Regions from separate parts of the Zea mays genome. Here regions 2, 3 and 4 are each linked to region 1. A link is a contact called in public Hi-C data. All regions are on one chromosome and are shown on one strand. The core of a region is the stretch at or near the end of the contact, and the rest is flanking DNA. Distances in the headings are between cores, read along the strand shown. Region 1 holds the start of LOC100280351. Region 2 holds the start of dsy2 (desynaptic2). Region 3 holds the start of LOC100283672 (calmodulin binding protein). Region 4 holds the start of LOC103626704 (protein CYPRO4-like).

Region 1 (2,700 bases), core at 3-2,502:
TGGAAGCAACTAGCTCAACTGGTACAGCCTATGGCCCTTTTTCGTTTTAGGTTTTTTCCAGCTTTGCTATTAGAAGTTGGTGAAGGCATCTTAGCGTCCAACTTTTTAGCCTATTTTTATAATAACCACTTTAATCAAAAAATCATACAAAATCAATATAAATATAGAATGTGTAGATTCATTGTAATAATATAAAACTATCACTTTCTACTTTTAAAACTCTATATAATTTTATCTTCCTCTACACGTAATCCTCACCGCACTCGGTTTCTCTCTAAGTCCGATTTTTTTTCTATATCTGCACGACACTCATATTCTCTTTGCAGTCTGATCTTTTCTACAGCCAGATCCTACAAAAACTCCCCATAAAAAATTGAACCGGCCCTGTAGCTTACTCGTAGTCGTAGAAGCCTAGGCTACTCTTGCAAGGTAGTAGTACATCATCAGCACTCGTTTCCATCCACACGCATTTTGAATGACTCCCAGACTCCGAAGCTGTTTCTGTTCGGTGCCGCAAAGACGGAAGATGCCCATGCAGATGCAACTAGCCAGAGACCGAAGAAGGTAACTAAACGGGTGCAGTCTACACGCTACGACTAACTCACCAGTCCCACTCGGCGTCGATCTGGCGGAAGTCGACGCCGTCGGCGACGACGCGGCGGCGGCGGGTGAAGAAGAGCATGTTGCCGTAGCTGAACCAGAATTGGTAGGTGAGGCCGCGCGCCGCGAACAGCAGCAACAGGTGCAGCCACCAGGAGCCGAGCGGCAGGCCCGCCTGCTCCCGCCATTCTTGCAGCACCTTCCACACCAGAGGCCCCAGCAGCACGTACTGCATGCATGTGTCCAGACATGTCAAAGAAGTATCATGTAATTGTATTAAAGAAACAGGACCGATCGACTGCAAATATAGATTCACGTATGCGCGTACGTGTGTATATGGTGGACACGCACGCATGAAGGGATGCATATGCACAGAAAGGGAAGGAGGAAGAAGGAAGGGTCAGTCGTCGTTGCCTTGTACTGGCCGAGGCTTGCCCATGGCCAGGAGGAGAGGGGCGGAGGAGCCATGGATTCGCTCCGACTCTGGTTCTGGGGGCGGCCGGCCTTGAGGGATGAAAGAGGCCGCAGCACGGTGCACTGTCTGAAGTACTGGAGGAGGAGGCCAGCGGGGAGAGAGAAGCAGACACGTACTCCTATCCTGTGTGTGTGTGTAATGCAGTAGTCGTGTTTGGGCTGCTCTCTTCGCCTCTCGTCTCGTCCGCGCGCTCCCGGCCTGACGCCACGCTCGCCTCTACTTATGAGCAGAGGAAGGTGGCGGTGGCCAAAACAAAGACAGCCAGCGGGGCCGGCTCGCAGTCGCAGAGCAAAAAAAATCTCTTTAAAGGCGGCCGGCGACGGACATCCTGCACCGCGGAATTTCTCTGCCATTAATCGATCGGCAGCAGCCGTCGTCCTAACGATGGTTAGATAGAGAGAAGCACACGACAGTGGCAGGAGGATGCTTGTTCATCATCATGGTCGTTAGCCGTTGAGGTAATGAGGGCCGGCCGGGTCGCAGTCGCAGCGCAAGTCAAACGCTCGTTGCTGCTGGGTGTAGCCGGTATACTACACGCGTAGAGAAAGAGAAACCGACGTGTGCAGCGCAGCCATGATGGCGCGGTTAGTTGGCGAATGGCAACTGGCAAGCTATATTATGGGCCGGCGGGCGGTGCCGCGTCCGTCCGTCCTTCCTTGTCCGGCAACGTACGCACGCACGCACGCGGTGGTTGCAGCTCGATCGACGACGACGTGGTCGGCGGGGCGGTCGGTCGTCGGGAAAGCAGAGCGCCATGGAGTGGAGGGACGGACGACTGCCGGAGCATGCATGGCTCGCCATGCCGTTTGTGACCAAGACCGGTGGAAGTGGAACTGTGGAGGCCACCGGTGTCAGGGGTCAGGATCAGCTAGCAGCGCCGTCTGTCCGACTGGTTGGGCGCGTTGCTGGCCGATTGGTTGTTTGCCGCAGCCGGGCGGGCAGTTGGCTGCTGGATCGCGCGCGTGCCTGCCGACGGTGGTACTGACTGGTAGGCTCCCTAGCCGCGCGCGCGCGCGCATATGGCGTGCACTTGCGATGTCTGGCCTTGAATGAAAGGGAAAAGGACCGGTGGCGTGGATCGGGCGAGGGAGGAGCCGCCATCGCCCCCGCGTGTCGATCGTACGCACGTATATCGTTCGTCGATCGTCGCCTGCGGGCCGTGTACACTACACAGTGCTAGCTCGGGCGGACCGCGCGTACGTAGCGTAGCGTACGGACCTGTATGTATTATTGCTGCACGCTATTACAGTATGCCAGAGTCACTCAGACCACGCATGCATATGCGGCCGGCCACGCACGGCCTCGCATGTGAGCCGACCATGTCTTGTCGTGCTCACACCGGCCCCCGCAGCCTGCAGCTGCAGAGCAGCACGGCCGGATCGGAGCCTACGCCCGGGAAACCGAGACGGGGGCAGTGCAGTGGTGGCGTGGGCACCGCGCGCGGCGCGGTACGAGTACGAGCCGTAGCGACAACGACGCCTGTACCGTCCCCGCCGTATGCATGCGCATGCCCCTTTCCCGATCCCGCCCCCCCGCGTGAATGTACTAGCTCGCTAGTAGTAGCAGAGCGCTAGCGCAGCACATGTGTCCAACGGCCATCTGCCAAACCCGCGTCGTGGAATGGA
Region 2 (2,821 bases), core at 147-2,646, 700 kb after region 1:
CCAGACGGGTATTGGCTGCTGGTTAAACTCCAATGGTCACTCGAAGTAGCCTACACATTAACATGTATCATATGTTAACTTGTCAAAATACCACTCCCTCCATTCTACAATATGAGTCGTTTTGGCTTTTCTAAGTACATAGATTTTGCTATGCATCTAGATATATGCTATGTCTAAATACATGGCAAAAGCTATCTACCAAGAAAAGCTATAACGACTTATAATCTAGAATGTAGAGTACAAAATGGGGATAACCAGAGCTGAAAAGCTTAAATTAATAATCAGTGCACCCTACAAGGGTACAACATAGAAGAGGAAATTGCTACTCACTTTATGGATGTTTGGCAGCTCAACTTCCATTGGGGCAGCTACAGATATAACAATAATTTACAAAATTAACTACAGGTGAACCTGACAAATTGGGAAACAACTGCATGAAATAAGACTCTGAAAGCATCTTGTGTGATTAAATCAAGCTTCACAAATCACAGTCAAGTAAACGTCACTAATAAAACATGGGAAGAGGGATAGATTCAGCAGCAAAGTGCAGCAATATGAGCAACAGAGAAAAAAAAGATGTAAAAAAATAAGCATACTTCCTGCACATCAGCATTAACATAGGTGGATCATCAATGAATCTTGACTAACCAGGGAAATTAAAGCAGACAAATATCAAAGCAATATAACCATCAAATCCATAAACTAAAGCATAGAAATGACGCCTGAGGGAAATTAAAAGTAAACACTGTACATTGTCACAGAACCACTCAACCACACCATATGCATTTACCAAATCAACAAACTTATTAGCATTTATGGCATAGACCAGTGCATTGGGATACATTTCCACTCCAAGCTGATTTTGTTTTTTTTTCACTCGAATAACTGCTCTTGGTCCAAATTATGCAAATCACATATCACAGCTAGATTTGACCTGACCTCTGCAGTAAGACCAGAGATTCTTACTAGACCATTTCACACTACCCACGAGCATTAAAAGCATAGAAGCCCTTACCTACTCGGTGAAATAATTGACTAGTCCCTTACAAGCATATATTACAGTAGCATACCACAATAACGTAGCTGTATGAGGTAGCAGCGCACAGTGATCGTCTTCCTCAACCACGATCCACAGGGTGGAGACACTCTAATAATTATAGCAGGAAAATCGAATGTAGTAGCAATAATAGACGCATACAGTTTTAACTAGATCAGATTCGAATGTGAGTATCCAAATATCTTAAGTTAGGGTTCGGGTGCCCGGTTTCTCACTCCAGGAAGGGGCGAGACGGGGTGCACATACCTGGTTGGCTCCCGTCGCCTGAGAAAGGATCGGCGAAGTCCTAGAGAGGGGACGGACGAAGACCTGGGCACGTAAATTAGGGCGGCGGGCGGCGAGGTTGATCGCCTAGTTGCCGTCGCGAACGAGCGGGCGAGCGAGGGAAGAGAGCGCGCGCGCACTCGGGGTGAATGTCGGGAGAAAAGACAGGGAGTGAAGTCAGTGACTGACCGATCCCTAGAATTTTGCCTGGGCCTGGAATGGGCCCGAAAGCTGCCTTCTCTTAATCCCGTCAGCATGCCTATGCCCAGAAAACTGAAACTAATTGTCTCGTTAAAACGTATCCTCCCAGCCTCCCAGGGTACGCCGTACTTTTTTCAGCTACACTGTTCATAGGTATACATGTATAATTGTATATTCACATCTATAAACAATTAACACATGTAGCTAAACTCTATTTTTATAAACAATGAACCGAATTAACCCTTGTATCAAATAGAATGTTAGGATTGGGATGGAGGGTGCCCGGCAGGGATGAAAACATATACTTATTTGAATATTATCATCATCATTATTATTATAGATTGTGAATAAATAGGATATTCACATTCTTGTTTTTACCATAAACTTCAAATTTATCATATATTTTCTCAAATGATAGATATAGAATTCGGATCAAGATAAAGATTTGGTTATTTTTCACTCTTTTATTGTAAGGAGTAAATAATACATAAAACGATTTATACAAAATTTTGTTCTTATTTATAATAATGTGCTTGATAATATATTATATATAGGTATTATATTTCTTAAAACACTTTGGATATCCACCCTCATTCTAGATGCCTCGAAAGTCTCCTTGATGACTAAGAACTATCATTTGGTTGATACAAGGTTCGACGCATAAGATCCACGTCTGAAGCATGGACGTATCAATAATTCAATATGGACACCCATGGTACGCAGGATGGAAACAAGCATACTGCATACATACGTATCCTTATCATTCTCATGAAACATCAATTTGCATCAGCTAAATCTTTCTCCCTAACCTTCCCATACAAGTTCGATCGGCAGATCTCCTGCAAACCGCGTGTAAAAAAAAACTAACGTGCGCCAGCATTCGAACCATTCGCATACATAAACCGATACGTGCGCCAGCATTTCAAACGAACGCTAGGATCATAGGTTGAACTGCGTGCCAGCTAGGGGCTAAATCTGCCGACTGCCGTACGGAGCCTCGATACTCTCCAAAGTGGGAGTGGATTAAGCACATGCACGCAACTTGCAAATAGATCGAGAGGCCTTTCCAATTATAGCATAATACTACATCGATCAATCGAAACAGATGCTAAGCATCTCTTCCTGACCCAAAATTACACGGTACTACGTACTATTAGTAGAACTGGTCGCCCCAGCAAACAAACGCAGCAGCAGTACACGCTAGCCTGCTAATTTAACCATGGCTAGCCCAAAACGGCATGTGATCGCCAACTAGGAGCTCGCCGCTCCAGCAAACACGTAGGCGCGCATGCAGCATGG
Region 3 (2,841 bases), core at 234-2,733, 890 kb after region 1:
ATAGACAGATACATCAGAGACTTATGGCAAATCATAGAAACTAGACGAGGATAACATTTTTCCCAGTGGCATTCACCTGATTCAGGTTTACCCACCAGAACATGGACCTTCCCAATCACATACAAAGTTTAAGTTGGAGAACCAATCATCAGACACAAAGTTTGAACTAAAACTCATTCAACACCATGACAAAGTGCGCCGAGTAACATCTATCCAATCGATACATGTAGCCTACCGAAAATGGTGCCGCCATTGAATCACTCGTCCTGTGTTGGATTACCATCATCATCATCAGTGTTGACAACACCTTCAATCAGATTATCCACTTTTGCATTTGCAACATGAACCAACAACCTAGCTCCCTCTTGAAGCAAATCCTGAAGCTCTTTCTTGCTTAATCCTGTCCAGTAAGTGATCAATGAACAAGCGGGTCAAATAATATCATTAGGTGAATTAATCAATACATTTTCAAAACACATTCTATTCCTTGCTTCCCAGATGTCTCAACATATGGCTGATACACCAACAGATACGAACATGTACATATGGCATATTTTTTCCAAGACACAACCAATAATGATCAATATTCATAGATATATATTTTGACTTGATGCAATTAGATACCTTTCCCAGATCACTCTATCAGTGAAAAATAGATTCCTAGCACGAACAACAATATGACCATTTCCCTATAATGAAACATGAAGCGTCAATTTAGAAAAAGAACTTGTTATTTTCTCATTTTCACTCACAAGCTTAGGCCCCATTTGGGATGCGGGGTTTCTCCGGTTTTCAGTGTTTTTACTGTGAAAATAAAATGATTCTTATAAAATTTCTGTATGTTTTCTCAGAAATTCCTGCATTCCAAAGAAGGTTTTAGACCGAGTTTGTTAACTATAGATTCTGGTGATCAGACGAATTTTATGTGATATAGATCCAAACGTTCTATTTTATCTGTCTTGGATAATGTGCCTTAAGAAAGATTATAATTATTAATCTTCTCTCAAATGTTCTTGGATAGAGTGCCCTGTTCAAATTCTAAAAAACGGCCGGCCCTATTCACGTGTTTATTATGCTCTTCAGCCTGCTCCATATGGCGGTAATCGTTGTCTCCTTTCCTCCTGCCCCCGCCAGAAGATCACGCCGTTCGTGGACCGGTCGCGGCGCCGGGCGCCCGCTCCGCCGCGCTATCCTGCCCTTGCGATATTTGCGTGCGCCGAGACCACGTCAGCCAACCAGATAACGACGTCACTGTCACTGTGGGGGCCCGCAATGTGCTGCTTCCGCTTTTTCGTTTCGCCCCGCGCCGCCACTATACCCGTTCACACACCGTATATACGTCGGGTGGGACCTGCGTAAAAATCCATGTCCGGGCCCAATGCCAGTGATCGATTTGCGATGGACGAGTCGATGGCCGGGTGCGAAGTGTCGGGCAGTAATGTATACTATAGTATATAGGTTCATTTCCCCTACCACACATCGAACTGTGTGCGCGGTCGGTCGCTTCCCTTCCCTTTTGTCCGCGATCTGGGCTGGCCCTCGTGGCCTCGTCCCGTCTCCGATTCCGGCGTCCGAACCAGGTGAGCGACCTCTCCAGTCTCCCACCCCCCGTCTCAACTACTTCTTCGCACGCGCCGAATTGTAGAGGCCTAGAGGGGCGGAATCTGACGCGAGTTTCATTGGATTCGGTGCAGATTCGCCCGGGCCTTCGTGCCAGCGATGAAGGAGAAGCGTGGGCTCGAGGACGCCGGCGGGGGCGCCGGCGACGGACGTCCTGATGCCAAGAGGTCGCGGCCTCCGGCACTGGCCAGGTGAGGAATTCTCGGGGTTCCGCTTTTGTGCGTGTTTAGCTTCGTGATGTGCTTTCTGTTTGACAAGCTGTGGAATTAGTTGCACGAATGGGGAAAACGCCGAACGCTATTGGGAGCTTTGTGACTTCAGTATTATATACTATTCGGAAATTTGGGCCTGGATTACGTTTCAGCTTATCTGTTGTGGTAGTGAGTACCTGTGGAAATGGTCCCGTTTGTTTTTTTTCGTGTTTCCTTTGTCTTGGGTGAGCTGAACTCGAGCTGATATCATCTTCAGTAGCTACCGGTGACTGGTCTGTGCTAACATCAACGTTTAAGCTAGGGTTTGGTGTAGGTTGTTGGAGAATTGGCTGGAATGATGGCAAACTGGTTGGCTGGACCGTAGAATTTGGAAGAAATATTGATCTTGGTGTTAGTTTTTTTATGTAACAGTCTCAACTCATGAAAGCATGTACCCTAGCATGGAATATTCATAGTGCCACCTTGTCCAAAATGGAAAGTATTTGTACCGTTAACATCGACCTAATGTTCCGTTAGTTGGACACGAGTAATAATGCTTTGGCCGTTGGGGTTTCGGTAAATCAGGTAATGCCCCTGTTTATTTCAAAGTTGAAGTAACCGCTGTCGAATGTGTGTTACCAGATAAGCAAAGGAATCGAGCCCAGCTTGGTTCGTTAAGGGTGTAGTTCAGTGGCTGCATGCTCAGCCCACTCAAGTTCAATTCGACAATTCCTTTTCAATACAGATTTGGGTACCTGTTTAAAGTCACTTAATTTCTCCAAGTTTGGTCTACGTTTCTAGGAGTATCTAAAGATCTCAAGTGAAATTAGAGCATGGTAGCCTATGCAAACATACAGTGTTGATGGATATGAGTCTAGATTGATTCAGGGACACATGAATTATTGTAAAGCCGTAAGTAGGAATAGAGTTATCAATCTAATAACCAGTGTTATAATTCAGTTGCATATACGATATACCTGTATTCTCTTTGCAAATGCACGTTATGAACATGTACCGTTCTCATGTTTTT
Region 4 (2,700 bases), core at 200-2,699, 550 kb after region 1:
AAAGTAGCATTCACTTAGACATTAAGAAATAACACGACTTGTTTGCTGGAAGAATCGATTCCTGAAAATGAGCGCCTGACCCCAAAGTACAAACAACTACATATGAAAAGATAGAGCATAAAAAAGAGATCAAAAAATTAGAATGCAAGTCCAAATAGATGCAATGATAGAGGTGGATATTAAGCCAAAACACTGGACTGATATAGCAATGTAACTATAGCAATTAAGGACTTTCAACTTTTATGCAATATCCATTTTAACATAGCTTTTAAAGGACCATTTGCAATATAAAATCATACAGTATCCTTTTAAGTGAGCAGGGAGCATGGAAACACACATTAAAGACTTAGAAAAGTTTCTTGCCCATAGTATTTTAAACATGAATTAGAAATGCCTTCAGAAGCCAATCCAATAAGATAAAATAGAGTAGTTAATCCGTAATTATATAAAAAATGGAGTATCTCCTGCAGGTGACCAAAGGAAGAAAGGTTAGTAATAACTCTTTCCTTCTATGAATATATTGTACCATAGACTCACCTTTTTTAGCGGTAAAAAAATCTCCCTTCCCTTTGGAAATATTATATCTCAATCTCATTTTGTATGAGAGAAAACGTCATCTAAAAAGGTAGGATTCAGCATACACAAATATGAAAGAAACATATTTACTGGAAGTGTACGGACGAATGGATGGGGGTTCTCGGTTGGGGCAGCAAAAGGCTAAGGTATGTGGATAGTAAACTGTCTTAGATTTTGCAATATTTTAGAAAAAAAACACATAGAGTTTGAAATATTTTAGAAAAAAAGGAGAAAAAGCATGCATGCTTGCTGTTGTAGATGGTTAGTACAACGCGAAACTAAAAGTTATAGCTGTACTAACATTGAGTTTTTGCAAAGTAAAAATCAGAGAAATGAATGAATCACGCATGGAAGCTACAGTAAGCAACAAAAAAGGAAAAAAATGAAGACAACAGATCTCTTTACCTTAGAAAGCGACAGTCAGACGAAGCAGAGGCCAATGGAAGCAGCTGCGCTGCCGCTGTCGTCCTCGACAGCGTCGTCACCTCCTGCTATGATACCGTCAAGAAGACGTGCAAGCGGCAACAAAGACGTGGTCAAGATCCCCCCTCTTTAATACAATCTAGGACAGCACAGGAGATGAAGCGGTAAGAGACATGTGTACGGCGATGATTTTTTTTGGTGACGTGACGCAATGTATAGCGAGGAGGCTGCATCAGTTTAATAAGAAGAAATAGCTGTTTTTTAGAAAAAAAAGTAATCTCTTGCCTCTGAGTTCAGACCATGGAACAGTTGGTGCGAGTAAGAGTCAGTGACGGTGCTAGTGCTATGGATCTTCAATTTGAAAATTTTGAATCAGTGAAGTGTGCAACGGCCGTTCGTCTCCTATTCTATTCATTTCCCAGATCTCTCCCACTAGTCCCCAACCTGCAGACTGCAGTCGCAGCGCAAAACGGCCAAAGGGCCCCATTTCTCCCATCACCTCTCCCAAATTCAAATTCCCGCACGCTCCTCCTCCCCTCCCCCAATCTCACCTCCTCGCCGAAACCCTATCAGCCTCCGCCGCCATGGGGGGCTCGCACAGCCGCGAGGACCTCGACCTATCCGATTCCGACTCCGACGACGCCGAGTCCCGGGCCTCCGACAATTCCTCCGACTACGGCACGCCTACCCCGGCATCTGCCTCCTCCAAGTTGGCCAGCGGCGCAGGGGCGGCGGCCACGCCCGCCTCCATCGACGCCATCGACCGCCACCTCCGCCAGCTCCACCTCAAGTACAACGAGCCCATCTCCCCGAACCCTAGCCCCGGGCTCACCCTCAGCGCCAACCCCGCCGCGCTCAACGCCGTCAAGCTATACCTCCACATCGGCGGCTCCTCCCCCTCCGCCAAGTGGATCGTCTCCGACAGCCTCGCCGCCGCCTCCTTCGTACGCACCGGCGACGACGAGGACGACGACGCGCCCGCCGGCGGGCCGTGGTGCCTCGTCGTGGGCTCGAAGATCCAGGCCAGGGTCGGGCCCGAGCTGCAGCTCAAGACCTTCCCCGCGCAGCGTCGGGTGGATTTCGTCGCCGACGGCGTATGGGCGCTTAAGTTCCGCCACGCTGACGGCTTCGGTGACTTCTGCGCGAAGTACCACAGCTGTATGTTTGAGAACAGCTACGGCGTCGCCGCCACGGACGAGGGCCGCGCCAAGGTGTTTGGGAAGGACTTCGCGGCGTGGGCGCGCCCGGAGGACGGCGACGAGTCGATATGGGAGGACGCCACCGACGGCTTCTTCTCTCCGGGTCCCAAGGGCAGCCCGATGCCCCCGCGGACACCAGTACTGAAGCCTTTGTTAGAGGATCTGCGCGAGTTTGAGGAGCCTGTTGAGGAAGGCAGCGGAATTAACAGTCTTGCGCTTGGCGCACTGGATAACAGTTTCCTCGTTGGAGACAAAGGCATTGAGGTCGTGAGGAATTTCGAGCATGGGATACACGGCAAGGGCATGTCCGTGAAGTTTTCTGGAGGGAGCACAAACTTCTCGACACCGAAAAAGGCTCTTCTTATGCGGGCCGAGACTAACATGCTCCTGATGAGCCCAGCCACTGATGGAAAGCCACATGCCAAGGGGGTGCATCAATTTGATATCGAGACGGGGAAGGTGGTTTCAGAATGGAAGTTTGAGAAGGATGGAGCGGATATTA

Evidence for each region. A called contact is a pair of places that touch in the nucleus more often than the background predicts.
Region 2: a Hi-C map of ear shows a contact between it and region 1, with 2.8 times the contacts expected there. The contact joins the promoter of dsy2 here to the promoter of LOC100280351 in region 1. A contact is called at or near these places in 9 of 25 Hi-C or Micro-C datasets (bundle sheath, ear, endosperm and 2 more).
Region 3: a contact with region 1 is called in a Hi-C map of tassel, with 4 times the contacts expected there. The contact joins the promoter of LOC100283672 here to the promoter of LOC100280351 in region 1. A contact is called at or near these places in 2 of 25 Hi-C or Micro-C datasets (endosperm and tassel).
Region 4: a contact with region 1 is called in a Hi-C map of ear, with 6 times the contacts expected there. The contact joins the promoter of LOC103626704 here to the promoter of LOC100280351 in region 1. A contact is called at or near these places in 11 of 25 Hi-C or Micro-C datasets (bundle sheath, ear, endosperm and 5 more) and 1 of 3 datasets of contacts at active chromatin or transcription factors (leaf).

The regions. Positions count from the first base shown.
Region 1 is chr5:92,429,506-92,432,205 of Zm-B73-REFERENCE-NAM-5.0, reverse strand. LOC100280351 reads right to left here and starts at 1,252. Exons shown (of 9, transcript NM_001153277.1): 1 at 1,015-1,252; 2 at 606-829.
Region 2 is chr5:91,733,763-91,736,583 of Zm-B73-REFERENCE-NAM-5.0, reverse strand. dsy2 (desynaptic2) reads right to left here and starts at 1,396. Exons shown (of 13, transcript NM_001319706.1): 1 at 1,304-1,396; 2 at 331-411; 3 at 1-50. The coding sequence starts at 360. LOC103626702 (zinc finger protein CONSTANS-LIKE 3) reads right to left here. Exons shown (of 3, transcript XM_008647090.2): 3 at 2,565-2,821.
Region 3 is chr5:91,538,987-91,541,827 of Zm-B73-REFERENCE-NAM-5.0, reverse strand. It overlaps LOC100283672 (calmodulin binding protein), which reads left to right and starts at 1,483. Exons shown (of 9, transcript NM_001156573.3): 1 at 1,483-1,580; 2 at 1,695-1,811. The coding sequence starts at 1,720.
Region 4 is chr5:91,879,501-91,882,200 of Zm-B73-REFERENCE-NAM-5.0, reverse strand. It overlaps LOC103626704 (protein CYPRO4-like), which reads left to right and starts at 1,449. Exons shown (of 2, transcript NM_001346849.1): 1 at 1,449-2,700. The coding sequence starts at 1,584.